3 separate regions of the Mus musculus genome follow, and all the other regions are linked to region 1. The links are chromatin contacts, called in public promoter capture Hi-C maps. All regions are on one chromosome and are shown on one strand. The core of a region is the stretch at or near the end of the contact, and the rest is flanking DNA. Distances in the headings are between cores, read along the strand shown. Region 1 holds the start of Mrm2 (mitochondrial rRNA methyltransferase 2). Region 2 holds the start of Ap5z1 (adaptor-related protein complex 5, zeta 1 subunit). Region 3 holds the start of Foxk1 (forkhead box K1).

Region 1 (4,740 bases), core at 811-3,310:
GAACTTGAACAAGGGCTGGAGAGATGGCAGTGGTTAGGAGGACTAGCTGCTCTTGCAGAGGACTGTGGTTCCATTTCTAGCATCCACATGGTGGCTCACGACTGTCTAACTCTGTTCTGATGCCCTCTTCTGGCGTCTTTGGGTACCAGGCACACATATAGTATAAATGTTAACAAAACTCCTGTATTCCAGCTGGAGAGATGGCTGCTCAGTGGTTAAGAGCACTGGCTGCTCCTCCAGGGGCACCAAGTTCAATTCCCAGCAACCACATGGTGGCTTGCAATTGTCTGTAATTCTAGCTCCTGGGGATATGGCCCCCTACACAAACATACATGGAGGCAAAGCATCAATGAACATAAAAAATAAATATTTTTTAAAAGCTATACACCACCTCTGGATGGTTTTTTAAAATATTTATTTGTTTGTTTGTTTGTTTATTATATACACTGTAGCTGTCTTCAGACACTCCAGAAGAGGGCATCAGATCTCATTACGGATGGTTGTGAGCCACCATGTGGTTGCTGGGATTTGAACTCAGGACCTTTGGAAGAGCAGTCAGCGCTCCTAACCGCTGAGCCATCTCACCAGCCCCCCAAAATAAATATTTTTAAAACCCTATACGTTCTCGAATAAAAAAATCCAACAACCCTATATGTGCACAATATAAGTTAAAATTTAAAAACAGAATAAGAAGAAAGGGAAAGAAAAGGGACCCGGAAGCTTAGGCCTGGTGCTGAGGTAAGTCAGGAGAAGAAGTGGGCTTAGCATTGGCCTGTGTTCTGACTTGCCTGTGCCTGAGCCTCTGGCTTCCTGACTCAGCAAAGTCAGCCATCTCTTATTAAGCACCGGCTGTATACAGCTGTCTTTCATAGCCACAGGATATCCACAGGATATCTTTCATATCCACAGATACCAGGATACCTTACCCTTCCATGGATACTGGGATTAAAGTATGATGAAATCACTTCTTTGAAATGGCATATTTGCCTGTAACTTACAGACATCCTCCGGCCCACTTTACATGCAAACTATGTAAATTGTTTTCATGTAGGGAGTGATGACAAATGTCCTCACATTCCATACAGATGAGTGATTTGTTTTGCAAGGATTTTAAACGAGACAGAGTTGTGCCATGTTCTCCATTCTGGACTTAAACTCACAATCTTCCCGCTCAACCACCTGAGTGTAGAATGACAGGCGTGCACCAGCGTGCTCAGCTCCTTGTCTCAGTGAAATGAGCAGTGAGGACATAGATTGGAATCAGGTAGAATGGGTGTGGCTATGGCTCTGTTGATTGGCATTGCTTCAAACAGAGTCCCCATACTGTTTCCCTTTGCAATGGAAATGGGAGTGGGTGGGTAGGGGAGTGGGGGGGAGGGTATGAGGGACTTTTGGGATAGCATTGGAAATGTAAATGAGGAAAATACCTAATAAAAAAAGTAAAAAAAAAAAAAAAAAGACTAAGAACAGAGTTTAAGACTTACTTTCTTCGTTTCTGAGGCGAAAACTAGTGCTCCGAGGTCAAATGGCAGAGCCTAGAAGCAAACAAGGGTGTCCTGGTAGCTGTGATAGGTGGTAAATCGGATGTGTGTCAGGGAACTTTGGACAACCTTTGGTCTGAATTGAGGTCAAGTGTTGCAGGTGTTGGAGACAATGCACATGGAGTGCAGAGCCCAGAACCTGCCTGCAGGGGGCACTCTGCAAATGCCGTTCCCTAGCCTCCCCTCCCAGGGGCTATGGCCGGTACAGACAGGCTGCAAACTGCCCATGCATCAGCTTACCGCCCAGGTCCCCTCTCCCTCTCATTTCTGCTCCCTACTCTCTGTAGTTTCCCTGGTCTTCCCGACCTCAGGCCTGCCCAGTACCCCAGTTTTCCTGGTGGGTTTGAAGCTGCTCTCTAGTCCTTCTACCCCTTCTCTCCCCAGATTTTCCCTGGCACCCCACTCCCGACCTCCAGCGTCTCTCCCGCACCCAGATCTCATTCGCCCGGGACCATCCATACCTTCGCGCCCCAGCCAAAGTTTCCCGGGGCGGAGCCTCGCGTTGGAAGCGAGGGCGGGACTTCCGGCGGCGGGAGGAAACCACCAGCAAGCAGCAATGGCCGGGTGAGTGAGTTACGGCGTCTGCCTGCGCTAAAAGGACGTCTTTGCATACAGGAACGGAGTGGATGACAGTAGTAGGGAGCTCAGTGAATTGTGTTGCAGAGGGGTGCTGGCGACCTCCGTCCCGGGGAGCGGGACACGGGTGTACGATGTTTATTCATGTACAGACGTGAGTGAGTGAGGCTTGCAACATAGAAATAGGTGTATGGGCTCCGTGGATAAAGCTGTGCATTCGGGAGGATTGGGGTTCGGATCCCCAGAGCCTACAAAATACTGGACATGTGTGCTGACCAAATGTAACCCCAGTGCTGGGGAGGCAGAGAAAAGGGGTCCCTGGAGAAAGCTGGCGAGATAGACTGGCAGGTTGGCGACCTTACATCAATACATAAGGTAGAGAGCAAGCGAAGGGGACGTCCCTTCTCTACTTTGGACCCCCATACACAGGCAGACACATGTGCACATACATGCTAATACACATGCGTGCATGCATATCGCACATACATATGCAGAAACAAAAAGGTTGAACCAAGACTTTCTTGCCTCTCTGTGTAATGCCCACCCGCTAACTCTTTTTTCGTCATTTCAGGCATCTGAAGCTGGTAGGCGTTCCCCTTAAGGTTCGGAGGTTACACACAGCAGTGTGTCACTACAGGGGCCGGACCGGCGCTGAGCACCTGTGGCTCACGCGGCATCTAAAGGATCCGTTTGTGAAGGCCGCAAAGGTGGAGAGTTACCGCTGCCGCAGTGCCTTCAAACTCCTGGAGATGAATGAGAAGCATCAGATCCTGAGGCCCGGTCTCCGGGTGCTGGACTGCGGGGCAGCTCCGGGAGCCTGGAGTCAGGTGGCAGTGCAGCGCGTCAATGCCACAGGCGCAGGTGGGACCTGCTGGACTCCCAGCTCCTCTGACTACTGCTAGTGAGCAGCTCTTACCTAGAGACATTGTTTGAGGCTCTTTCTAAGTAGGTTTAGAGATGAGAGTTACAGAAATACGACACAGGCTGGGTACAGGACACAGCTGCTAAGTAAAGTCAGGCCCCGCAGGCCTACGAGGTGGAGGCAGGATTAGAAGTTCAGGGTCATCCCAGCTACATGGTATGTCTGTACTAGAGAAAAAAAAAAGGGCAGAGGTAGGGGGTTGGGAAGGGAGCACAGGGTGGTGGTGATGCTATGAAGATGGGTTAGTCAGCAGTGGTTCTCACTCTGGGCTGTGACCCACTGGCTTGGTGGTTGAATGGTGCATGCCGGTAAGGCTGACAAGCTTGAGTTCTCGCCCCAGGATTTACACTGTGGACGGGAGAATTGACACCAGAAAGTTGCTGTGTGGACTCCACAAATGTGCCGTGGCGTGTGCTCACTTGCTTATATACCCTCTCACATACATGATTAAATAAGCAAAATGTTTAAAAAAGAACAAAGAAGAAAACCACAGGAGTTGGCGGACAGCCTGGGTTCGCACTATGTCCCTTTCTCTAAACAAAACAAAAAGCCCCAGAAAACTAAACAATAATGGCTTCCTTTGCTTTCTGTTGCTGTCATAAGCACCATAACCAGACACTGTGAGTAGGAAAAGGTTTCCACCTGGGCTGGGGGTCTGGGCCCTGTAAGAAAGCAGGCTCTTCGAGCCAGGGGAGCAGGCAGGCTGTGCGAGCCAGGGGAGCGGGCCAGTCAGCAGCACCCTCCATGGCCTGTGCATCAGCAGCTCCTGCCTCCAGGCTCCAGCCTTGATTGAGTTCCTGTTCTGGCTTCTTTCAGTGACAGTGATATGGATGTGTAAGTCACGTAACCCCCTTCTTCTCCAACTGGATTTTTGGTTATGGTGTTTCATCACAGCAGTAGAAACTCCAAGACAGCAGGGTTTGGGGACAGGACTACTAATGTGTCCCTGAAGCCTAGGAGCTCTTGGAGGTCCCACTGGGGCCACTGGATTCCTTACTCTGGGAATGTGATAGGCTGTGTACTGTGTGTGTGTGTGTGTGTGTGTGTGTGTGTGTGTGTGTGAAATGGTGCCCAAATAGGAAAGAGAAAAAGCGAAAAAACAGCTGCATCTGTGACATTGCCCAGCTGTGGTGGCTATACCTGTGACCCTAGCCCTCTGGTGGTAGAGACAGGAGAACCAGGAATCCCAGGCCTGAGTCACACAGTTCTCAAAGAACCAAGAGCCAAAAATGAAGGGCTTGGCTCTCAGAGAGGACTCAAGTTCAGTTCCCAGCACCCACATCAGGCAGCCCCTAGCCTCCGTGATTTCACATCCAGGCCTTGAACTGGGCAGGTACCTGCACTTGAGTGCACATTCACACATATGTAAATAAATAATACATCTGGAAGACAAAACAGTAGAGCATGGTCTCACATGGTTCTAGCCCTTTAGAGGCAGAGGCATCAGTTCTCTGAATTTGAGGCTAGCCTGGGCTATATAGTGAGATTGTCTCAAGGAATAAAAAGCAAACAAACATTAAAAACCAAAAAGGATTGTTGGGAGCTGGGTATGGTGGTGCCCACCTGTAACCTCAGGTACTCACTGGGTTAAGTCAGGAACTTATTATGTTTTGGGCTAGCCTGGGCTACCTACTAAGATTCCCATTTTAGAACCAACGCATACTAAATAAAATAAAAAATCATTTGGAAGAAGAGTCCTTC
Region 2 (4,740 bases), core at 658-3,157, 2.1 Mb before region 1:
ATGGCCTTGAACTTACTACATAGCCCAGACTCAAACTCTTGATCCCCTTTCCTTATCTTCCCAAGGTGTTTGCCTGGCTCCCCCCACCCCCAGGGCCTTACATAATAAGGAAGTACTCTCAACTTCAAAGGCAGCACTCACACGTGTTGAAAGCCGCTTCCCTGAGCCTTGGGAGAAGAGCAATGCAAAGCTTCCACACTGAAGAGCAAAGACTCCCGGCTGTAAGACTGTAAGAAAGCCTGAGATGTCGCTGGCCTAACACAAACACTCTAGGACTGAGCCGGGCTTCAGTGTGGAAATGTGTTTCCTTGCTTCTATTCCAAGCTTAAAAGGAAGGAAAAGAGGTGGAAGGGGTGCCTGCCTACATGCATGCTGGGTTCCTTCCCAGCACCACAAAATAAAGGGCCATGATGAAGGAATTGCCCAGCGTGGTGGTGGCGCACGCCTTTAATCCCAGCACTTGGGAGGCAGAGGCAGGTGGATCTCTGTGAGTCTGAGGCCAGCTTGGTCTACAGAGTGAGTTTCAGGGGCCACACAGTAAAACTCTGTCTCAGCCATCTCTAAATAAATAAATAAATGGATCAGTTGTCTGTGGGCGCTGAGGAAGAGAGCCCCCAACTTCCTAAATCATGGCTGACAGTCCCACTATGGTGTCCTGACAGGGCTGATGGTTTGCAAACTGCCCCCATTTTGAGCCTGTCTGTCAGGTACTTGAACTTGGTTCTGCACTGTCTCTGCAGGTACCACATGTCCCAGGCCGAGGAAGGTCTCCAGTAGCTTTCCTACCACCCTCGCCTGCTTTGTTTCCTGCATCCTCCACCCAGAGTCTTATTGAGGCACCTAGAGAACAGGCTGGGTGAGCAAAAGGAGATACAAATGGCCCAGGGTTGTACCCAACTGGGGCAGTGATAAACCACAGATGCTATGAGACAGGATAGCGTTATTTTTGTGTTGGCATGAAAAGGTTACTGCTTAAAAATGAAAAGTACCCACCCAGTACTGAAGGCAAAGGAGGGCTGTGGGCCCATGGGGAGACTGTGTGGCTGGGTCACCAACCATTTTCCTAATAGATCTTAAGAAAACTGTCTTTGTTTTTTAATTTATTACATTTATTTATGTACATGTTGGGGTGCTCGAGTGGAGATCCAAAGACAACTTGCTGGAGTTGATTTTCTTCTTCCTCCCCGAGCCCCGGGGGTCGAATCGAGAGAGTCAGGCTTGGTGGCAAGGTCATTTACCTATTAAGTCCCTCTGTCTTCGGAGTACTGTCTTGTTCGTAGACTCCAGACTTTTAACTCTTTCAGGCTCTGGGAGATCCCAGAGATCTTAACCATTCTAAACTTTCCCCACGAGTGGCCCAGCTCAGAGTCCAGATTTGTCCCTTTGCATTTTCAGTTTACCAAATGCATCAGGTCTGGGCTTCGGGTAGTCGTTTCCTTCGCTGAATCACGTACCACCAAGTCTTGGGCTGGCTATTTGGGAAAGAACCTAGACTCTCAGTGCAGGGTCAGCACTAGCATGGACCCAGACACGATGAGGAGGATCCCTTAGCTGAGTTGTGCGCCTCACATTCCACGCAGGTCGCCCTGAGCCCCGGACCCGGCGCCACACGGAGACCCGAACCGTGCAGCGGGACCACCGCCTCCCCGCTCCTCCCCGGCTTCGTCTCACGCCCCGTGGCCCCAGCCCCAGATCGGCAGACCTGGCCTGGTGCAGCAGACTTTCCGCGCCCGCCGAGAACATGCCGACACGGCTCCAAGCCCACCAGTGCCCGAAACGTTGCCGCGGACTTCCGGGATCGTGTCACATGACGTGTCATGTGACCGGACTGTGTCTGCCCTCTTTCGCCCCACCTCTTACCCCCGCCACCACCCTCCCGCGTCCTGGCTGGATCACGTGGGAGAATCTGGAGCGCTAGCTGACGGCTTCCGGTGCCACACCACGTGGGAGGGCCATCCCTCCCACTCCCCCGCGCAAAAGACAGACCAGCTTCCGGTCCTGCGGCAGGTGGGCGGGGCGGGGCGGAGGCCTTGGCCAAAATATTGCAGTACAGAAGCCAGTTCCCGCCTAGCTCCTGGGCTTCTCTCCACGTCAGTCAGCAGCCAGGGAGTCATGGAACCGTGGTCCTTGGAACCCAGAACTCCTGGCTCCGAAACAGTTTCCTTTGATCCCGGAACTGCCAGTGGTAGACTCTAGACCTGGAGAGACTAGGCAGGCACATAGTTTAGCAGTAGGGTGACTAGATTTACCCCAGTGAGAGGCTGGGGGCGCGACTTGGTGGCAGAGAAAGAACATCCTTAGCAAAAGCTGTATGGCAGACACGTTTTATAAATTCTGTCAGGCTCTTTGCTGCAGAAATACCCAATGTCTTGCTAGTCTTGGGTTTTAAGATGAGGCCCTGGCACTATTCACCTATTTGGGTTGGGAGATGGGTGCCTATTGCACACACAGAAAAAGGAAACTGGTAGTAGACTGAGGAGCTGTCACAGTGGGAAAGACACTTGGACCCGTGTCTTTCTGGCTCTTGCCAATCAATACCTAGTGCTCATGGCCTAGTAATAAGCAAGGCTTCAGGGAGAAACGGGCAGAAGTAGAAACGGCTCAGCTGGTAAAAGTGAACATGAGTACCTGAGTTCCATCCCTGGGTGGCCATATAAAAATAAAACCCACACTTGCAGTCCCAGCACTGAGGAAGTGGAGATCGGAGTATCCCTAAGGGTTGCTGGCCGGCCCTAGCTTACTTGGCAAGTCCCAGGCCAACGAGAGATTCTGTCTCAGAGAAGAGGTAGGGCAAGAAAGAAGACTCAGAACCTGAAAGTGATTGACACACAGGCCTGACAGGCTGAGTTTGGGTCCTCAGAAGCTACATAAAACCTGAGCCCAGTAGTGTAAGGATTTGTAATCCCAGCACACCTACAGGAGATGGAGGAGGCAGGAGACTCTCCTGAGGCTGGAGGATAAGCCGCCCTGGCTTATGAGATGGTAAAGAGAATCTGTCTCAGACAAGGTGTAAGTAGCCATGAGGGTGGGCACCTGAAGGCTGTCCTCTGATCTGCTCACGTCTCCTGTGGCCAGTGTACATATGCCTATGCCTCTGCATGTGAACACACACCCCACTTGAGGAACAGCAGCTGAGGTTGTCCTCTGCCTCCACACAAATACACACACAGGTGCAGTCACACCCAAAAACATGTACACAGAAAAAAGGGACAAGTGGGTTGTTTCTCACCTGGCTGAGTGTCAGGATGAATGCCAGGGGCTCTGAGGCAGCCGCCATGGGGTGGTGGCTTGAGTGAGAATGGCTCCCATGGGCTCATATACTTGAATGTTTTGACCCCAGTTGGTGGAACTGTTTGGGAAGGGTTAGGGGGTGTGGCCTGCAGTCAAGTGCCCAAAGCATCCCCCATTAGCTCAACTCTGTCCTGCAGCGGCTGTCTCAATATGTAAACTCTCAGCTACTGCCCCAACCCTATGCCTGCTTGTCTGCTGCCACGCTCCCTGCCACAATGGTCATAGACTCTAACCCTCTGGAACTTCGAGCTGCAAATTAAATGCCACCCCCTTTGTCACACCCTGGCCCAGCGGTGGACCTGTGTCAAAAGTCAGGGGAGATGGGCTAGCTCTTGCCATCTGTACACCATCTTGCATCCTTGGAGCTCAGGCACCGGCAAGACTCTACCTCACCCCATGGCTTCCTGGACTGCACACCTGGGAGGCATGCAAGGAAACACCTGGGGACCAGAAGCAGTAGTGCGTGTCCAGGCTATCTATTGGTCTGCCCTTCACAGTCACCCACTCCCAGGGACCACTCATACCCTTGGGTACATCTCTTTAATATATAATTTTTATTTCTGGTTATAGAAACAAATGCTAAGAGGAGAAAACAGAGCTTCCCCACCCACATACAACAACCGAATAGATAAAAGAACAGTTCAAATGAATGAAAAAGAAAGTAGAAATTTCCACTTTGTTATAGCTTTAAAACATTAACGTCTAATAATAGTTAGAAATCACATTCAGGTGTCAAAACTTTTTGTTTAAAAAAAGGATGGTTCTGTTATAAAAAAATACTGTATCCCGTTTGAAATGAACGCCCAGGTGTTGCTGCTTGGTGTGTGGGTCCGCAGGCCTTTCTTACCCCTGCCTCCAGAGTGGGACCTTCGCTCACTGAGGTGGGGCACGTCCCATCTCTGGAACTCGGATTCCCATCGTATTGGGTACCACTGCTTTTAAAGCACTAAGTGTTAAACATATCATGAAAATACTTGACAGCCACTGTAAAAAATGAAACAAAACAAAATCACACATGCTCTCACGCACGCACACACACACATACTCCCTGAAGACCCTCCCCCAATTACTTTTACAGAATTATCATTCAGTTAAGAAAAAGAACCGCCTCACTATTGGCTTTAGCCCCTCCCTCACACGTGCACAGCTGCTGCCCGCCCCCCCCAAGAACACAGCAGAATCCAAGGAGAGACCTGGAAAACAGCTAGGGTCACCCCTCCCCACCCCCACCACCTTTTCCCAGCCTAAGAATCAAGCTAAGGTATTATCAGGGATCCCAAATGCCCCTCCCACCCAGGAAGGACGTTAAGAGGAGACTATGGGAGAGAGGGACCAAATTGAAAATATTAGATTTTTGAATTCCCAGTTTTACCAATTAAAAACAAAAGTTCTAAGCCAGCAAATTCAGACTCAGAAGCCAAGGTGCCATTTGGATACATACAGGACAGA
Region 3 (4,740 bases), core at 882-3,381, 2.1 Mb before region 1:
TAAGGTTCTGGACCCTCAAGGGTGACACGGCCCTGGGAATAATGGGAGCTTGGAAGAGGGTAAGGTAGGCATGGTACTGAAATGCCATAGGGCGCTGTCCTGGGAGCTGGCCAAGCTAAGGACAGACCTGTTTCCTACCATGTTCTGGAGGTAAACTGAGGCACAGCACTTCCTGTCCTGCCTCTTTAAAGCCTCTGCCTCCAGACATGCCTTTAAAGTATGGATTGCCCGCCCCCCGCCCTCAAGGCAGCTCACCATATACCTCTGCACCATATACCCCTGCACCGTATACCTCCCAGGTAACACCCTCCCAGGTGGGAGAGGCACAGCTCATCTGTCAGTCCGTCCTCACAGTGAACACTGGGTCCTGGCCTGTGTCGTCAGAGACAGGAGCATACCTAGCATTGTTCAGACTAGCAAAGGTCAGATGTGACCCTGGGGGTTCTGTATAAATGGAATCAGGGTTGAAGGCGATGGGCTGGGGAGGAGTGGTGTTAGTTCAGGCTGGGTGGTATCTCATGATGCTGGCCAGGGTTTAGGTCAGGGCGTGACCACGGAGAAGGGGAGTGTTTCAGGGCTGGAGGGTCTGGAGTTGACCCAAAGTAAAGATGGAGATCAGGGTGAGCTGATGGTTTCAAACCATTCGAAGTCAGAGATGACCTCTGAAGACTTAGGCTGTGTGAGATAAGGGTTAGGGGTGGCCCTAGGACCTTCAGGTTAAGGGAAGTCAGGGGTAACGGCTTCTGGCTGGTAGGATGGGGGTCAAGAGTGACCCCAGGTATTGAGGCCAGGTGGGATTAGGGATAAGCTGGGTTCAGAAAGGGTTGGAGATCATGGGTAGCCAACTCCAACATGGGAGGAGTGGAAGACAGATGGGGTTGGGGAGTGTGCAAGTGTGTGTGTGTAAGTGTGTGTGTGTGTGTGTGTGTGTGTGAGAGAGAGAGAGAGACAGACAGACAGACAGACAGACAGAGTCAGAGTCAGAGTCAGAGAGAGAGAAAGGGGTTAGAATGGACCCAAGTGTTCAGGCCTGTCCAGGGTCAGGGTGACAGGATTTCAGGCTGAATGGGAGTCGGGCCCATCCAGGGATCAGTGCCCAATGAGTTAACTGGGGAGTCAGGGTTAGTTGGGTCGTGATTAAGATCAGGACAACCACGGGGTCAGAGCCAGGTGATGGGTGAGATCACCAGTAACTTAAGGATCAGGCTCAGCTGGGCCGGGTGGGATGGAGATCTGTGTAACCAGGGGTCAGAGCTAGGTGGGATCAAGACTGGGAGATGGCTAGGGAATCAGAGCCGGATAGAGTCGAGATTAGAGGGGCTAGGGCCTGGCAGGGTCGAGATGGAGGAGGGAGTGACCAAGGGCTGGGACCCGGTGGGAACGGTAAGAAATTTGAGGCTCGACCCAGGTGCCAGACCAGGCGGAGGCGAGTTCAGGGGGTGACCGGGGGGCGGGGGGTTCAGGTTGAGCAGGGTCGAGATCACAGAGTGACAAGGAGCCAAGCTGGGCGGGGTAGAGGTCAGGGGTGGCCAGGGGGTTCAGGCCAGGTCCGGAGAGGGGTGACCCGAGGGTGGCGCAGTACTCACTGTTGGGGTAGCTGCAGGGCGGGCGCTCCGCGCCTCTGGAAGGCCCCGTCCACGAAGACGCCGTTCTTGCCGAGACAGCGAAGATAGAAGTGAGGCTCCTGGAAGCTGAGCTGCAGGTGGCGCCGGGAAATGAAGCTCGACAGGCCCATGCTTAGGTCCACCGAGCCCTGCGACGAGTTGCGGCCGATGGTGACGCTGGGCTGTCGCATCAGGAACTCGAACTCCCGACCCTCCAGGCGAGCCAGGGCAGGCCCGGGGCTCTGGCGCACGGAGGCAGCGGCCGCGGCCACCAGGGCGGGCGCGGTGGTGGTGGCAGTGGCGACGGTGGAGGGCACCGGCCCGGGGCCGGGCTCGGCGGGCAGCGCGGGCGGCCCGGGTGGAGGTTGCGCCGGCGGCGGCGGGGACGTAGTGGCCGGGAAGGCGGCGGCCGCAGCCGCGGCGCATAGCACGGGGCTGCAGGGAGCCGAGCGCAGCGCCAGCAGGGCGCGGGCGCCGCTGTCCTCGCCGACTTCGGCCATGTTCGCGCAGCTCCGAGCGGCTCCGGTGGCGGCCGAGGCGGCGCGGGGCGGGGCGGGGCGGCGCGCGCGGAAACCCGGGCTGGATCGTGGCCTGGAGCGGAGCCGGGACACCGCAGGACCCTCGCGCTGCGCGCGCAGCTTCCACTCGAGGTGGGCGGGTGCAGAGAGACACAGAGCCCCCTCCTCCAGTCCCGAAGGGTGCTTGGATTCATCACGTTTTTAGGGGTGTCCTATTGAGGCTGGAGTTTAAAGTCCAGGGATGCTTGAAATGGTCTCTGCTCCTTACTGATCGTTTCTGCACAGCTACTCTTTCTGTGCTTTGCTTTTTTTTTTTTTTTGGTTTGGTATAATGTTGCAAATTACATTTTATTCATTCATTTATTTACTTGTGGTTCTTTACCACGTGTGTGTGTGCGCGCGCGCGCGCACGTGTGTTTGTGTGGTCAGAGAGGACAGCTCTCAGCAGTCTATTCTCTCCTACCCTGTGGGGTTCTGAGGATGGCATTGAGGTCGACAAGCTTGGTGACAAGCACCTTTATTTACTGAACCATCTCGATTGTTCTTGTTTTGTTGTTTGAGATCCTGTCTCATACCAAGGCTAGCCTGGTTTTGAATACCTAGATCAGGCTGGCCTCAAATTCATGATCTTCCTGTTCCAGCTTCCTGAGTGTAGCTATTAAGGTGTGTGCCTAGCCCTTTAAAATCAATTTAAAAATTCATTTTTTAAAGACAGGGTCTATGTATGTAGACCAGATTGGCTTCTAGCTGACGACCAACCCGGCTCAGGCTCCGCAATTCTTGCTGGAGTCACAGCTGTGCACCACCACAGCTGGTTCCCCTTGCTCCTTTTAAGGCGAACAGTTCTGCCTGTTTCTAGGGACTGTGGACACCCGAAGATTGACGGTAGTTGAAAACACTTAAATGGTGAACTTGGCACCATGTGAATCCCTTGAGAATTTAAGGTCCTGCACTGGGATGCTAATTCCCCCAAGTCTTCCCCCAGGACCTGCAGCGCGCGAGTGCATGCACACACATACACACTCGATTTCTCACATTTAATAATGACTGAAGGAGCTGACACAGTTGGTAAATTGCCTGATGGCACTCATCCCCCAAGACAGGAAAGTTCATTCCCCGGGACCGACTTCAAAACCCATTGAGAGCTTCGATCTTCCCAGCGCTTTGGGTAAAAGGTTGACAGATAGATCCCTGAAGCTCATTGGCCAGCCTGCCTAGCCAATCAGTGAGCTCCACGTTCATAGTGGAAACACTGTTTCAAAACAAAAACAAAAACACGAATAAAACAGGGCTAAAGGAGCACACAGTTATTCACGCCTGTGCATGCACCGGCGCACGTGCACACACAAACACAAGTGCAAACATACACACACAAAAGAATGTCTAAAAATAATGATTGAGAATAGAGATAGACATAGGTCTTGCCCTCAGTGAGCTTCATGTCGAAAGATGATACACACGTGAATTAAAGACCTACAGTGATCATTGCAATGCTCACGGCCATGCTGGATGCGTGTTGACAGAGTGCATGTGTGTGTGTGTGGGGGGGGGGCATAGTGTCCTGGGGCGGGGGGGGGGGGGAGGCTAGAAGGGAGGTTTGGTCTGCTCACAATCCCACACTTCCCTGCCTATCCATTCTGGACCCAAACTGGAAAGCCTATCACGGTGATAGAGCCGTGGATTTCAACCTTTCTCATGCTGAGACCCTTTAATACAGTTCTTCATGTTGTGGTGACCTCTCACCATAAAATGATTTCCATTGCTACTTCATAACTGTAATGTCGCTGCTCTTATGAATTATGGTGTAAATATCTGATATGCCGGATGTCTGATAAACAATTTCTCTGTGAGGTCGTGACCCATAGGTTGAGAATCATTTTCTCACGTGTCGTGCTGTCTAAATAAGTGTGTTTGAGAGGTGGGGGCAGAAGCTTTTTTTTAAATTTAGGATTGGTTTTCTTTTGGCTTGGTCTGTGCGATGTGTTTGAGATCAGGCCTCTTGTAGCCTAGGCTGGCCTCCAACTTACTGTATAGCTAAGGTTGAATTTATAATCCTGGCTCCATGTTCAAATGCTAGAATTAACAATGTGAGCCACCATGCCATGCCCCACTCCCGTGTTCCTTCTCATTCTTCAGTACTACAGTTGAGTCCAAGGTCCTGTGTGCTCAATTGCTCCACCTCTTTAAAATATTATTACATTTTATTTATTATGTAGAGGTCAGAGGGCAACTCTCCTTCCACCATTTGGGGCCTGGGAAGTAAGACTTCAGTCCTATTTTAGTGGCAAGCACCTTTACCCACAAAGGCATCTTTTGTTGTTGTTGTTGTTGTTAAACGATTTATTTATTTTATATATGTGAGTACACTGTAATTGTCTTGAGATACACCAGAAGAAGGCATCAGATCCCATAACAGATGGTTGTGAGGCACCATGTGGTTGCTGGGAATTGAACTCAGGACCTCTGGAAGAGCAGTCAGTGCTCTTAACCGCTGAACCATCTCTCCAGCCCTGCACTAAGGCATCTTATCAGCCTGTCAGCACTTTTAGTATTTTCCATTTGCAGACAGGTTTCCCCTAGTTCTCCAGACTGGCCTTATTCTTATGCTGCAAGCCAGA

The links. Promoter capture Hi-C pulls out the DNA fragments that hold promoters and counts their contacts.
Region 2: a promoter capture Hi-C map of pre-B cells shows a contact between it and region 1, with 5 times the contacts expected there. The contact joins the promoter of Ap5z1 here to the promoter of Mrm2 in region 1. A contact is called at or near these places in 4 of 39 promoter capture datasets (hippocampal neurons, liver and pre-B cells).
Region 3: a promoter capture Hi-C map of liver shows a contact between it and region 1, with 5 times the contacts expected there. The contact joins the promoter of Foxk1 here to the promoter of Mrm2 in region 1. A contact is called at or near these places in 6 of 39 promoter capture datasets (the 3T3-L1 cell line, liver, maxillary cranial neural crest and 2 more), 1 of 115 datasets of contacts at active chromatin or transcription factors (astrocytes) and 1 of 9 other capture datasets (liver).

What each region holds. Positions count from the first base shown.
Region 1 is chr5:140,329,218-140,333,957 of GRCm38.p6, reverse strand. Mrm2 (mitochondrial rRNA methyltransferase 2) reads left to right here and starts at 2,060. Exons shown (of 3, transcript NM_026510.1): 1 at 2,060-2,105; 2 at 2,689-2,978. The coding sequence starts at 2,098. It overlaps Nudt1 (nudix (nucleoside diphosphate linked moiety X)-type motif 1), which reads right to left and starts at 2,098. Exons shown (of 5, transcript NM_008637.2): 1 at 2,003-2,098; 2 at 1,485-1,535.
Region 2 is chr5:142,461,098-142,465,837 of GRCm38.p6, reverse strand. It overlaps Ap5z1 (adaptor-related protein complex 5, zeta 1 subunit), which reads right to left and starts at 1,907. Exons shown (of 17, transcript NM_172725.2): 1 at 1,703-1,907. The coding sequence starts at 1,743. Foxk1 (forkhead box K1) reads right to left here. Exons shown (of 9, transcript NM_199068.2): 9 at 3,823-4,740.
Region 3 is chr5:142,398,888-142,403,627 of GRCm38.p6, reverse strand. Foxk1 (forkhead box K1) reads right to left here and starts at 2,131. Exons shown (of 9, transcript NM_199068.2): 1 at 1,587-2,131. The coding sequence starts at 2,104.